Linked DNA regions of Anser cygnoides: region 1 is linked to region 2. Evidence: chromatin contacts called from public Hi-C data. All regions are on one chromosome and are shown on one strand. The core of a region is the stretch at or near the end of the contact, and the rest is flanking DNA. Distances in the headings are between cores, read along the strand shown. Region 1 holds the start of ZCCHC14 (zinc finger CCHC-type containing 14). Region 2 holds the start of CA5A (carbonic anhydrase 5A).

The links. A called contact is a pair of places that touch in the nucleus more often than the background predicts.
Region 1: a contact with region 2 is called in a Hi-C map of liver, with 6 times the contacts expected there. The contact joins the promoter of ZCCHC14 here to the promoter of CA5A in region 2. A contact is called at or near these places in 2 of 7 Hi-C or Micro-C datasets (both in liver).

The regions. Positions count from the first base shown.
Region 1 is chr12:2,540,489-2,546,850 of Taihu_goose_T2T_genome, forward strand. ZCCHC14 (zinc finger CCHC-type containing 14) reads left to right here and starts at 4,175. Exons shown (of 13, transcript XM_013197586.3): 1 at 4,175-5,259. The coding sequence starts at 4,696.
Region 2 is chr12:2,357,286-2,363,401 of Taihu_goose_T2T_genome, forward strand. It overlaps CA5A (carbonic anhydrase 5A), which reads left to right and starts at 4,166. Exons shown (of 7, transcript XM_013197592.3): 1 at 4,166-4,393. The coding sequence starts at 4,273.

The DNA.
Region 1 (6,362 bases), core at 2,925-5,424, 180 kb after region 2:
CCGAGAGCTCCGATTCCAGCATCTGCGCGAAACCTTACAGGAAATCACCCGTGTGCACAGAAGTACTCGAGTGGACGTGCAGCAGCAATATTTATCTTCCCCCCTCCGTGCAGCGGCACAGACGGCACGCAACGCTGTCGCTGCTGTCACTCGCTGCATCCCTGCAGAAAAAAAGATGGGGAGGACTGAGGGGGGCTTCGGGGTCAGAAAAAAAATCACTGAAGCTGAGCGGGGTCGGGGAAAGGTGGGGGAATGGGAGAGGTGGAGGTCGGGCAGGTCGGAGGTGGGCAGATTTATTTGGGGAGCGAGCTTTTGTAGAGGGCAGCCAGGAAGAGGACCTGAAAGCGGGCATATGGGGAGGGACAGGGGATGGTGAGCAGTGGAAACATTGTGAGAGGCGGGACAGAGCCCAGGAAACGCAGGGAGGTGGTGGCATGTCTCCGCTGAGCGAGCAGTACGAAAAGAAGGAGCCAGCAGCTCCAGGGCGAAAGGCCACAGAGATCAGGGGGGGGATCTTATGGTGTTGGCCTGCCAGGTTTTGTGTACATCTGCCTACAGAAGTTGGCTTTCTCTTGGCACATTGTCCCGGGACAGCACTCGGTCCCCAAAGGGAGGAGAGGTGGCTCTGGGAGGGCAGGATGCCCAGCACAGCGAGCTCGGACCCAGGGAGGTCAGAGGCAGCGCGCTCCTCTGCGGCTTTGCGAGGCATTTTGCTAGAAGACTTAGCAAAAACATTTCCAGGTTGCATTTCTGGCAGAAGGGACAAGATTTGAGCCACGCTTAGGATGCCCAAAAATGCCAAACATGCAAATACTTCTGCCCATTTAACGACGAGCATTGAACAGCCTCCTAAGGGAACCAGAGAGGTTTTTAAAGCTAATACACCAACACTCTGGAAAGACCCCCATGGAGGAGCCCTGTGGGCTGGAAGCACCAGACACGAGGCAGCTCGGGGTAACTCAACAGGCCCTTTAACCAGCAGCCTCCCGAATGAAGTTCTCCCTCTCGTTTCAATGGGTAGAGATTCTCGTCTCCTGTTAACTCTGCGGATGGATAAAAAAATGAAATAGCTCCTTTTACGCAGGGCGTAGTTACCCGCCTCACACAAAACGATTTCAGTTAATTTTTATATATTTTTGGATATTCCTGCAATGTCACATTGGGTCAAACACACGCAAAGAAGAAATAATCCCGGAGGATTTGGCTGAGGTTGCTTTGCCATGCTGTTTACAGGAAAAGAAGCGCTTCAGCCGGGCTCCTTGGTCGAGCAGGATCGAGGAAACCTGAGTACAAGAATTCAGACCTTTAAGCTGACAGGTGAGGACGAAAGTAGATGCGTCCAGTGTTGAAAAAAAATGGACCTTCTCCCCTTGCCTGACCAGGACATTCAGTAACAGCTTCTCCTTGTGCTGAAAACATGAGAAGAAGAAAATAACTGCGCTCTCGGTTATTATTTACTGATTATTCCAACAAAGTGTCTTCCCCAGCTGTTTGCCTCAAGTGTGCACAAGCAGAATTTGCCCAAAAAGAGAAGGTTAAGGGAACAGGACGGTTTTGGTGCTGAGCTCCTACAGGGCGCAGGCTGCACGGGCACCCCAGCACGACCTTCACTCACAACCCGCTGTCTTGAGCAGGCCGTAACATGAGCCCCCACAAACTTGATTTATTTTGCTGAGGGCGGTTCCTTGCTTTGCCGCTGGCTAGCCAGGAATTCTTGGTGGCTTGTGACAGAATTATATGTCATGCTTCCTTCGGTTTCCGAGGGCTTCATCCAAAGCCACTTCTAATCAGAGAAAAGGCTCCCGGTTCGTACACCACACTTCAGAGTAGAGTTTGCCTTCGTGTCTGGCATCAGGATGGGCAATTTCTGCTCAGGCTGTAAACCACAGACTCGCTCTTTAGCAGCAAAATTCACATCTAACTCGCACTCAGGCACAGGCTTAGACCTAGTTCCCGGGCAGAAAAGTTTAAGCCTCCAACTTGCTACAGACCAGGCGATCATCAGGTAGCTGACTTTGAGCACGGCGTAGTGCTTTCGGGATTAACGCCGGGATAAAGACGTCGATATAAGCAGCAGGGCCACCAGAGGACTTGGCGTCCTTAGGCCGACTGCCTGGCCTGTGCTTCGATTCAATGCAAACCTTTCCTAAGGGACTGAGAGCACTTCCTCTGTTTTCTGCACATCCCTTCCTCCGAGGGACAATACCGGGCACGGCAGGAAAAGGAAGTGCATACGGTTTCCACTGCATGATGGATCGCTACAAGGAGAGCACACAGAGAGGCTCTGGGATTTTCAAGGACCCTCTCACAGCAGGAGCCTGCCACACAGAAGCAGGGTTGTGTAGCCGTACAATATATGACATTATGCAACCCCAGTTAAGCGTCCTTCGGCTGCTTACTCTTGCATTTCAGAAGGACCTCAATAAATGCAGCCGATAGTCTGCGATATTCCAAAGGGAAATAAAAAAGGATAAACTACCGGTATTTGGAATTTTTGTGCTGCAGCAATTCGTCTTGGCAAGGTGTATAATGAGATTTGCAATAAACCCTCGCCCAAAGGAATATGCCTTTTCCTCTTATATGATACCGACAGGAGTGTTCGCACAACTGATGCAAAAGCAAGCAGCCCTCATTTGTGTGTTGTGTGCATCCCGTAAAGTTCACAGGCAATCAGCTCAAGACACAAGGTAATTGTGCTTAAGGAAATACCGACGTTAGCTCTTTTGTTTATCTGTGTTGCAGCGATACTGCACTTCTGCATAAAATAAAAGACACGGTCCCTCCTCCAAGGAGATTACAATCTATGCAATTCAGGGCTGGAACCAGCCGTTGCCTGCCCGGGGCTGCATTTAGATGTTTTCCTGGCCTGCTTCACGTAAAGATCCCCACCCGTACCATTCATCTAGCTGATGCGCAGCCTGGCCACGGGGCTACAACAGGCCCACAACTGAATCCCACAGAAAAACATGAAAAAAAAGGAAATTATGCATCCGCCTCTCGGCTGCTGGATGCCGTCTGTGCAATCTGTAGGCAAATCCAGCTCCGAGGGCAGTAAATCCGCCTCAAATTTTGCATTGCATGCATTGACGCTGCTGCCAGCCAGAATGCTGGCTTAGAAGAGTGGGAACGCGGGGAAAGAATTACCATTTTAAGAGGCCTTTACGGACTCTTTTGTTTCCATACTGTGTTTAGAGACAATCTGAAGTCAACTGCCAAACTGGCTTTGACTGCGGAGGCTGCTTGGTTTGGCGAGGCGACCGCTGGTGCCAGAAGCTTTATTGGGGTTTTGGCACTGGGTGCCCAGCAGCAGCCCATGCCATGCTACGCCCTGCCACCTCCACGTGCCAAATTTTAACATCGTGAAACAGGAAGATGAGGGAACAGGTCACTGCAGCCATGCCCCTGGTGCACCTCATGGCTCCTCACGGTCAAAATGAAGGTGTTTTTGACAGAAAGTGCCAGGAAAAGGGCACCTATCGCGGCACACTGGAAGTGACGAGTACAGGTGAGGAGGAGTCAGTGCAAATGGGGTGCAAATGTGGAAGGTCAGATGTGACTGAGAAAGTCAGTCAGTGTGTGGACAACTAGGTAAGTCGGTCTGGATGGGGGAACCACTAAAGAAGTCAGTCATGATGGGGCACCACTACAAAAATCAGTCAGGATGGGCGACCATTACAAAAGTCAGTCAGGATGAAGGACCGCCAAGTCAGTCAGTCAGGATGGGGCGCCCTGAGGGGACAGCAGGGACAAGCCCTGCCCGGAGGTGGGAACACACCAGAAGCTGCTCAGGCACAGCCCCGGGCCAGGGCCCATCACCACAGGCCCGGCCTCGTCACCACAGCCCCCGGCGGGGCCGGCCCTGTCGGTCACGGCCTCTGCCCGGCCCCTCAGGGACCGCCCCGGGGCTGAGCCCTGCCCCCTCCGCCCCGCCGCACCCAACCGCCGCCGCCGAGCGGCCCCACACAAAAGGCGGCCGTTCCCGCCCCTCCCCTATTTAACGGCCCCTCCAGCCAATCAGCGCCGGGAGGAGGGGCTAAACCCCACCGATCGACCCCCTCGGAGGACGGGAGGCGGGGAGGAGCGTGCCGCCGACCAATCGCCGCCCGCGAGTAGCGCCCTCGTCCAATGGGCGGCGCGGTGGGCGGGGCCTGGCGGCGGGGTCAGGCCGGGAGTGGAGGCGCTCCGCCGCTCCTTTCTCTCTCTCCCCTTCCCTCCGCTCCGCTGCCGGCCCGGGCCTGCTCACCGCGGGATCCCTCCGCCGCGGCCCGGCGGGGCGTGTGCGTGCTGCGGCCCCCGCGGTGCACCTCCGCCCGCTCGCCGCTTACCGGCCGGGGACTACTTCCCGCGGCCGCCTCGCTGCGGGACGGGGCCGGGCCCGGCCGGGGGATGGCGGCGAGCGGCTGAGGCCGGCGGCCGCCCCGCTAGGGACCGGGAGCAGGCGGCGGAGCCCCGCTCCGGGCCCTGCCAGCCGGGAACCCCGCGGCAAGGCCGCGCGGCGGCGGCCGCCTCGGGGGGGGGGCCCGGCCCGGCCCGGCCCTGCCCGCCGCCGGGGGCTGCCCCTCACCGCCGGGCCCCCTGGGCCCCCCTCGGCGAGGAGGGGGCCGGGCGGGGGCTGCGGGCCTGCGGGTTCCCCTCGGGGCTCTGCCCGCGGCCCCCCGGGCGAGCTCGGTGCGGGCCGGGGGCCGTCGGAGCACGATGGTGGAGAAGCGGTGCCCGCGGCTGCAGCGGGACGGGGTGTACCGGTGGTTCTCGGAGCTGCCGTCGCCTCAGCGCGTGGAGTTTCTCTGCGGCCTCCTGGACCTGTGCATCCCCCTGGAGCTGCGCTTCCTGGGGGCCTGCCTGGAGGACCTGGCCCGCAAGGACTACCACTCGCTGCGCGACTCGGAGATCAAGGCCAACAACCCCGCCGACCTGGGCAGCCTGACCAACCTGACGGACGAGGTGGTGCGCAGCAAACTTCTCGTCTCGCTCGCCCTGCTGGGCTCTGCCCACCGCGAGGCGGCCGGGGTGCTGTTCCGCACCCTCACGCACATCGACTCGGTCATCAACAACTATGGGCTGCAGCTCAACGAGGGCCGCACGGGGGACGAGTTCCTGTTGCTCTTCACCATGGCATCCAACCACCCGGCCTTCAGCTTCCACCAGAAGCAGGTGCTGAGGCAGGAGCTCACCCAGATCCAGAACATCATGGCCAGCACCAGCAAGAACCCCAGCACCTCTGCCCTCAACACCATGGCAACCTACCCTGGCTGCCACAAGGTGGGTATCCGGCATTCGCGTGCCGCCGTGGCCTTGCTGCGGGGCGCTCGGTGCCTTCAGCCAGGATTTTAAACCTCCCTTCTTCCTCCTGGTGTGCAGGCGTTCCGGTAGTAAATGGCAGCCTGGGAGGCTGGCAGAGATTGCTCGCCTGGATATGGTGATGGGGGCGGTCAACGGCAGGTGAAATAAAAGGGGCGCGTGGAGTTTTTGCAGGCTCGTGGCACTCGTTGGGAAGGGGTTCCCAAAACGATGGCCAGGCAGCGGCGTAAACGTTAACTGACTGCTTCTGGCCGTGCTTCTGCTGAGGGGGCTGCCCTGCCGGTTGCATGGAAGACCAGCAGTTTATTAGGGGAGATACACATCTAATGTCTCTGGACGTTGGAGCGAGCATCTGGTTAAAAATTTCCCTCGAAGTTGGAAGGGAGAGTCAGCTTTGGAAGTAGCTGTCCAGTGGCAAAGGCGTCTTGCTGGGTCTGGGTTTTGGTTAGGCAAATGCGATGGCCAACGGTTAGGGTTTGACGCTGAACTTCAAGAAACGCGGTGGTTGTCTGTCATCGCGGATCTCCCCGTTATTGATCCTGGTGTCAGTGGTTCGCCATCATTAACTTGCTGTTCGTTCATTCAATTGCCAGCAATTAAGCCAGGCAGTAACGTTTTAAGACGTGCTGTTAGCCATGAGATACGTTACCGACCGCTTAAGTGCTCTTAGCCTGCTACCAATTAGGGAGTCAACCCGGCTCATTGACTGAATTTAACCTGCTTTAAAGTTCAAACCGAGTCCCAAGGCAGTGGGTGCGTGTGATCAGCTAACGGGCTGCAGCTTTTGAGGATGTCCTGACTCAGCCAGCAAATAACCGGTTACCCTTCCGTCGGGAAAGGTGCGGTATACCTGAGGGCTACAGAAATCCCCGTATTGCAATATTATCCTGAATAAAGCTGTTGCTGAGGGCTCCGTGCGGGTTCCTTTCAAGTTAGGATCAAATCTGCCTGAGATGAATTTATGCTTCCCCGAATACAAATTTTCTTCCGTTTTTATGTTTTTTGGTGCTGCTGCTTGAAGTTTAAACTTTGGATGAGTATTATTAAACTTACTGTTTGTCCTT
Region 2 (6,116 bases), core at 2,916-5,415:
GGATTATGTGGGTGTTACTCCTGAATCCACTTCAGCTAGCTCCATGACTTAGGACAAGACACAGACATTTTCTGTTCTGACTCTTATCACTCTTTGTTTTTGCTGAGTAAACTCCATTTCACTCCCTGAAGATACTCCTAATTTTCATGAATGAGGATAGAAGAAAAGGCCTTGAATTCTCGAAGCAGAGAGAAAAACATTGTTCCCCATTTGGTTACCCAGTTGGTCAAAGTTCACAGGTGTGTAAGGTCATCTGTGCTAGACTGAGAAATAAGGCGAGAAGGGTCAGGCATGATCTCAATGTTCTCTTACGTATTTACATACTGTTCCATCTCCCTGAATACATCATGGAAAAAAAAAATGATAGCAGGCTATTCCCCTTCTCAGAAATCTGTCATTCTAACAAGCTCTGTGTTCGTACTTTGCCCATCTGTGATCTTCCCAGGATCATGCTCACAGCTGTTTCTGCTGCCCTTTTACCTCTGTTACGCGGCCGATATCTTTGCCCAGTATTTGCTTGTTTGCTAGCTTTGTTCAGGTTTGCTGCAGCCCACGTTTACTTGGTCAGGTACCATTATCATCATCAGTCTTTTCGAATCCACCGAGATTATCTCCTAATCCCAGACCCACATTTGCTTCAAATTATTTGCAAGGTAGCTTGTTTTTCAGGTGTTAAAGGTACGACAAATTAAGCGTAAACCTTCATCAGTGGTGGGAGTCCCATCAGCAGTTTCCATATAACACCACGCTCGCTGACGTGCAGGGCAGTGGGGTTACCATTCAGAGCAGTGCCAACAAGCCAGATGGGCTCAGGAATTTAACAGAGACAAACACAAAATCCTGCATTTTGGCTGGTGTATTCCCATGCGTTTGGTACAGCCTAGGGACTGACTGAGAAGCTCAGCAATGCACCTCGCGGTGATGCGAATTAACAGCTCAGAGGGTTACGTTAGAAAGAGCATGGCCAGCACATCAAGACAAGTGACCGTTCCCCCCCTCCTAAGCGCTTGTGGGAACGTATGTGGAATCCTCTGGCCAATTTGGGGCCCCCTGTTGCAAGAGAGAGAACAAAAAACTGGAGAGAGCAGAGGTGGTTAGAGGGCGAGGGATCAATCACATCAACGAAAGTTCTAGCAAGTTCTGGATGTGAAAGAAAAGCTCTCCTTAGGCTGAAGTAATATGTAACCCATGGGAAGCGTGTGCCAATCCACAGAGAAATGAGTGTGAAAGCCCACAGAGAAACGATCTGACTGCCTTGTGACAGCTACCCCAGGTGATATTTTTAGCCGCTGCAGAGGTTTCCCATGGACACCTCGCAGCTTCCCACCCTTTGATTGATCATACTGTCAGCTGTTATAAAGCCGTAACTAGATGAGGAAAATGTTAACTATGAAATCACTTTATATCTTTCTAACTATAGTAAAATTGTAAGCCTATTTTTTTCCCCGGACTTTTTGGGCTTGGCTTGCCAATGTTGCAATTAAGGCAATATTAGCACAGGAACACCCTTGCAAGCATAATGCCAGGAGAAGCAGATTTCTTCAAACACTATGATTGAAATATTCCATGAATCGGGAAATTAAGAGATTTTTTCCTCTATCTTCTCTGAAGCTTGAATTCCAAATGGTGAGAGACAGCACGCTGGACAGAAAGATAGATAAAATATATTGTAATACGGACTCCCGTGAAAGGAGAACTAAGTGCCCCATGGCCAAGAAACAAAGCCAAAAACTGGAACTGAAAGATGGAAAGAAGAGCAGAACATCTCAGGTGTAACAGTTTTCCTTCACATTGTTAATGTGCTCACGTCTGATTATACTCTGAGCTGTCTAGGCTTTGCATTTCAGCAAGGAGGACGCGTTTCTCTCCAGTGGCTGCACTTAACTTCCATACTTCTTGTCCTAAAAGCAACAAGGTTTTGCTCCCTGCTGGCTCTGAACTGAGCTTCGGACTTCACAGAAATAGCTGTAAATAATAAAGTACATACAGTGCATCGGCCACCTTTCTTTCAGGAAAGAAAGCTGTTGATTCAGAGCGATTTGAATAGTTCTTCAGCAGAATCAAAATGTTGATAAGGCTGCACAGAATTAAATGACTACAGAATGTACATACTGGCAACCCTCAAGTAAACATCAGAAAGAAAACAAATATTGATCCTCTCTGTCCAGTCTGAAGGCCCTTACAGTAAAGTCAGACAGGTAGTAACAGCCAGAAATTTCTCAATTTTTACTTCTCCAGTTCCTGCGAAAACTAAGTAAGCACATTTCCATTGTATCCAGTTACACTCCACGTACGTGATTATCCACAATTACGAGCAAAACCAGAAGTCTGATTTTGCACTTTTTTTGCAGACAGAACTCTTGGCTAACAGTGGCTTGCTCTTAAGACACTCTGAGGCACGCAGCTGAGGTAATAAACAACAACTATTAAGAAAGACTCTCCTACATAGTTGGTGTTGGAATAGTAAATAACACAGATACGCCTGCCACTTTAGGATACTAAAGAGGATTCCCTGAGCCTAAGCCTTGCACTTACCCACTGGGCAGTAAGAGATGACAGATACACGTGTATTTAATGAAAATGTCAATGAGCAAATAAGTTTCTAATTCAAAATACCAGTATTTGTTACATAAAAACACATAGTGAAAAATTCTTTACATGTCATTTTATGGATTAAGAAAGGACTGATTTTTAATGTCAGAATACTTATCATTAGTATGATAGTCTTATCATTTCAGCTTGCTCTGTCCCTGATAGGTTCTGTAGCTTTCACAATATGCATTCCAATGTGCTTAACGGAGGAAAATGACCACATGAATTTTACAAATACTTAAGTAAGAATTATTAAAGGCCTTACAAAACCTGAGGCTGAGGTTGCCAATAATAAGTCTTAATGGCCTTGAGGCTCACCAGGAGCCTACACCACACTCCCACCCATGACCCAGGAGGCTGTTTAAGCTCAGGCTCAGCCCTTTTAAGTTTTGTTGCTGGGGCACTTGTCTTCAGGCTTGCTTTTGGCCCTGTCTCCAAGAAGGACTTCGGACCCCTGTTGTTGCTTGCGTTTGGCCCTGTCTCCTTTTGCTCCTGTCCAGGCTCTCAGGTTGGACCTTGGACCTGCTGCTTGCTGCGTTTGGGACTGCTGATGGCCACTGAGCTGTGCCCAGCTCTGCCTGCTGTGCTCAGCCCCTGTGGGTGAGGGCATTGAGCTAAGAGTGACCGCGGCACAGTCAGAGGGCTGGCTCTCATTCCCTGGCGTGCCCAGGCACTCTTTTCTCATGTCATTCCATCTTAATCCTAAAGGGCCTGTAATAACACCACAAAAAAAGTCCCTGGAAAATGAGTTGCTTGGTCTACAGCTGTAAGAAGTGCTTCTCTCTGCAGCTAGGGCAGGAAGGCCAATCTGGTGACAGAAACGTCCCACAGTGCAAGGGAGTAACTTAAATATGGATCTTCCACATCAGCTAACAAACATTATTAGAATTGTACGTGGAAATAAGGGAGTAACTCTCCTCATGCTTTCATCCCTAAGAAACAGGTCAGGAAACCCTGTTCTCCCCACTGGAGAGGGCTGAGCCAAAGTGGTTTTTGAGCTTAAGTGAGTGGGAGGGGTAATGATGGTTCCTTGGGTCTGTTCCTGTTTCTAACCTGTAAGAAATGATCCTTCTTATGAGACACCTTATAGTTCAGAAAGAGTTTCTTCACCCTGACGGTGCAATAATACTGTATTACGTGCTAGGAGCTGCAATGCTTTTCTGTAGGAGGCTGCTCCGCCTGTTCTGCTGGGCAAGCCTTTGTATCTACGAGATTTCTGCAAATTCCTCAGCTTGAGCGGTCACCGCTCCTCAGAACCACAACTGTCAATGATAGCAACTGTTAGCTATCAGCATTCAAAAGAATGTAGGGTGAAGAAGTGATAAGAAACCTCTCCTTGCATACAAAAGAGTGGTTTTTGTAACCCTTTGGTATTCTTGGAGCCACATGAGAGAAAGCCCGGAAAGTGCACAAATAATTACCAACTAGCCCAGCCTCCAACTAAATTAGAGCCAATGAAAAAAGCCATTCCAGGGATAAGTTGAAAATTAACTGTTTGGTTAGCTCCCTCTCTCCAACCAGGAAAGGGTGCTCTCAATTTTTTTTTATAAATAGGCCTGGAGATCCCTTGAAGCTGTATGTCCACAGCATTTTTTCCTCTGTGTTGATAGGTTGCTAGACTCCAGAAAGCTCCTCTGGCTGTTTGACTAACCAAAGTTTTCAAGTTCCAAGGTGATAATAATGAATAACGTGAAGACAAATACTCTGGTACATTTATACAAGCAGCTGAAAACGCTCTGGAGTCCGCCAGCACGACTCTGCAGCCTGGCTACCTGCACTCATAAAGACAGGAATGATGCGTGTAAGTATTTCATTTTGTCACCTGTGTAAGAGAGATGCAGAGGTACAAAGATAACAAATGTAATTGTTGTTCTTTCGTCAGGTAACTAAAAAGGGAAATTTGAGAATGTGACTGAGAGATTAAAGAAAAAAATGAACAGAAGGAGAGAAAGGAGAGATAGAAATACCTTACTGAATTGCGTGATTCCTCTCCACATGCACAATTAAAATATTGTTCATTATTTCTGTGCGTTAAGTTTGTGATTTTAACTTAACTCTAATGAAGAAATAGGCTTTAAAACAATTTTGTCAAGCAAGGCTTTGACTGTCTCCAATGAAATTCATACAAACTGATTCTGGGTGACTTTAATAGACACTACAATGTTCAGTTTTGAAAATAAGGCCCTACAGAAGTACAAACCACAAAGCCCTTGAAATTTTGGGTCTAGGAGATCTACAGTGAATGACTTATTGAGGTGCAATATATGCATAAACTAAAATGTCAAAGGCTTAGTTATTTAAAATGCTGGTTAACTTATCTTCAGATATGACTTGTGATGAGGCCAGCCAGAGATTACACGTCTACTCGCTCGTGTGGAGATAATGGCAGCTGGAGCAATAGTCAAGAGTAACATTTTACATCTAAGAAATCCCTTTGTTTCCACTATTTTTCCTCTGTAAAAATATTTAGCTTACTTTTCTCAAAGAATAGCCATATTCCTCCTTGAAAACTACAATGTGATTCTCCTCTATTTAAATTATCAAACGATAAAACTTATATTTACTTAAATAATGAGAAAACAGCTGATTTTATCTTATGTGGCAGATAGAACACAAAGCAGTATGGATGGAGACTAGCACAAGGCTTTGTTTCTCCTGAAAGTTACAAGAAATATTCAATAAGCATCCACGTTTAACAGCTCTACACTTGTAAGTGCATTTTGGAAGGTGACACCAAAATACTTTCTGCCACTAAGTGACCAGCACTTCAGAAAAACAGATAGATTAGCTGCCGAGTGCAGTGTGTGCTGTGTATATATTCCCAGACATGGAAGCTGTATGTAAGATATAATATGCAAGCTTCTCTATCAATCATGAGAAAAAAGAGCAGTTTTTATAATTATAGAATGTATGCAATATCTGTCTGAGTTCTCAGTCTAAATTTTCCCTTTTTTGCTCCTCAGAACAGAAAACGTGTTTTATTCTGAAAATATAATACAGAATGGGTATTCAATCAAGTAACATAACGGTATTTTCACCTTCATTTAAAAAGTGCCTTTAAAATCTGTAGAAGATGCCCAATTCTAGAAGCAAGATTAGCATTAGATTTTGTTGCTAGTGAAGCGTCCACAAGAAGAACCATTAACATGTTCCTAATGCAAAATGTAAGTCACGTATGCATCCATGACAGTATTTTTTCCTTTTCTGACATGTTTAGAGTACTTTCTTAGTAATACACTGAAGTTCCTTAAACTCCCTTCCTTATCAGTTTTTTCCACTTACAAGCATGTTTAGAAACTTGTTTTTTTCATTAATAATGAAAAATGAAGACATTCGTCTAGTCAAAGAAAAGCCCCACAGTAATATTTATAAAAACAATGTTTTAGCCTTACAAAACAGTAGCTTTTCTACGAAATTCAGATTAAGTGTATTAACTAGGTGTATGTACTAGCAGCTTTTCTAACGAATTCAGATTAGAGGCTCTAATTAGAAGCCTGTACAACTGTAGGTACACCCATTTGCAC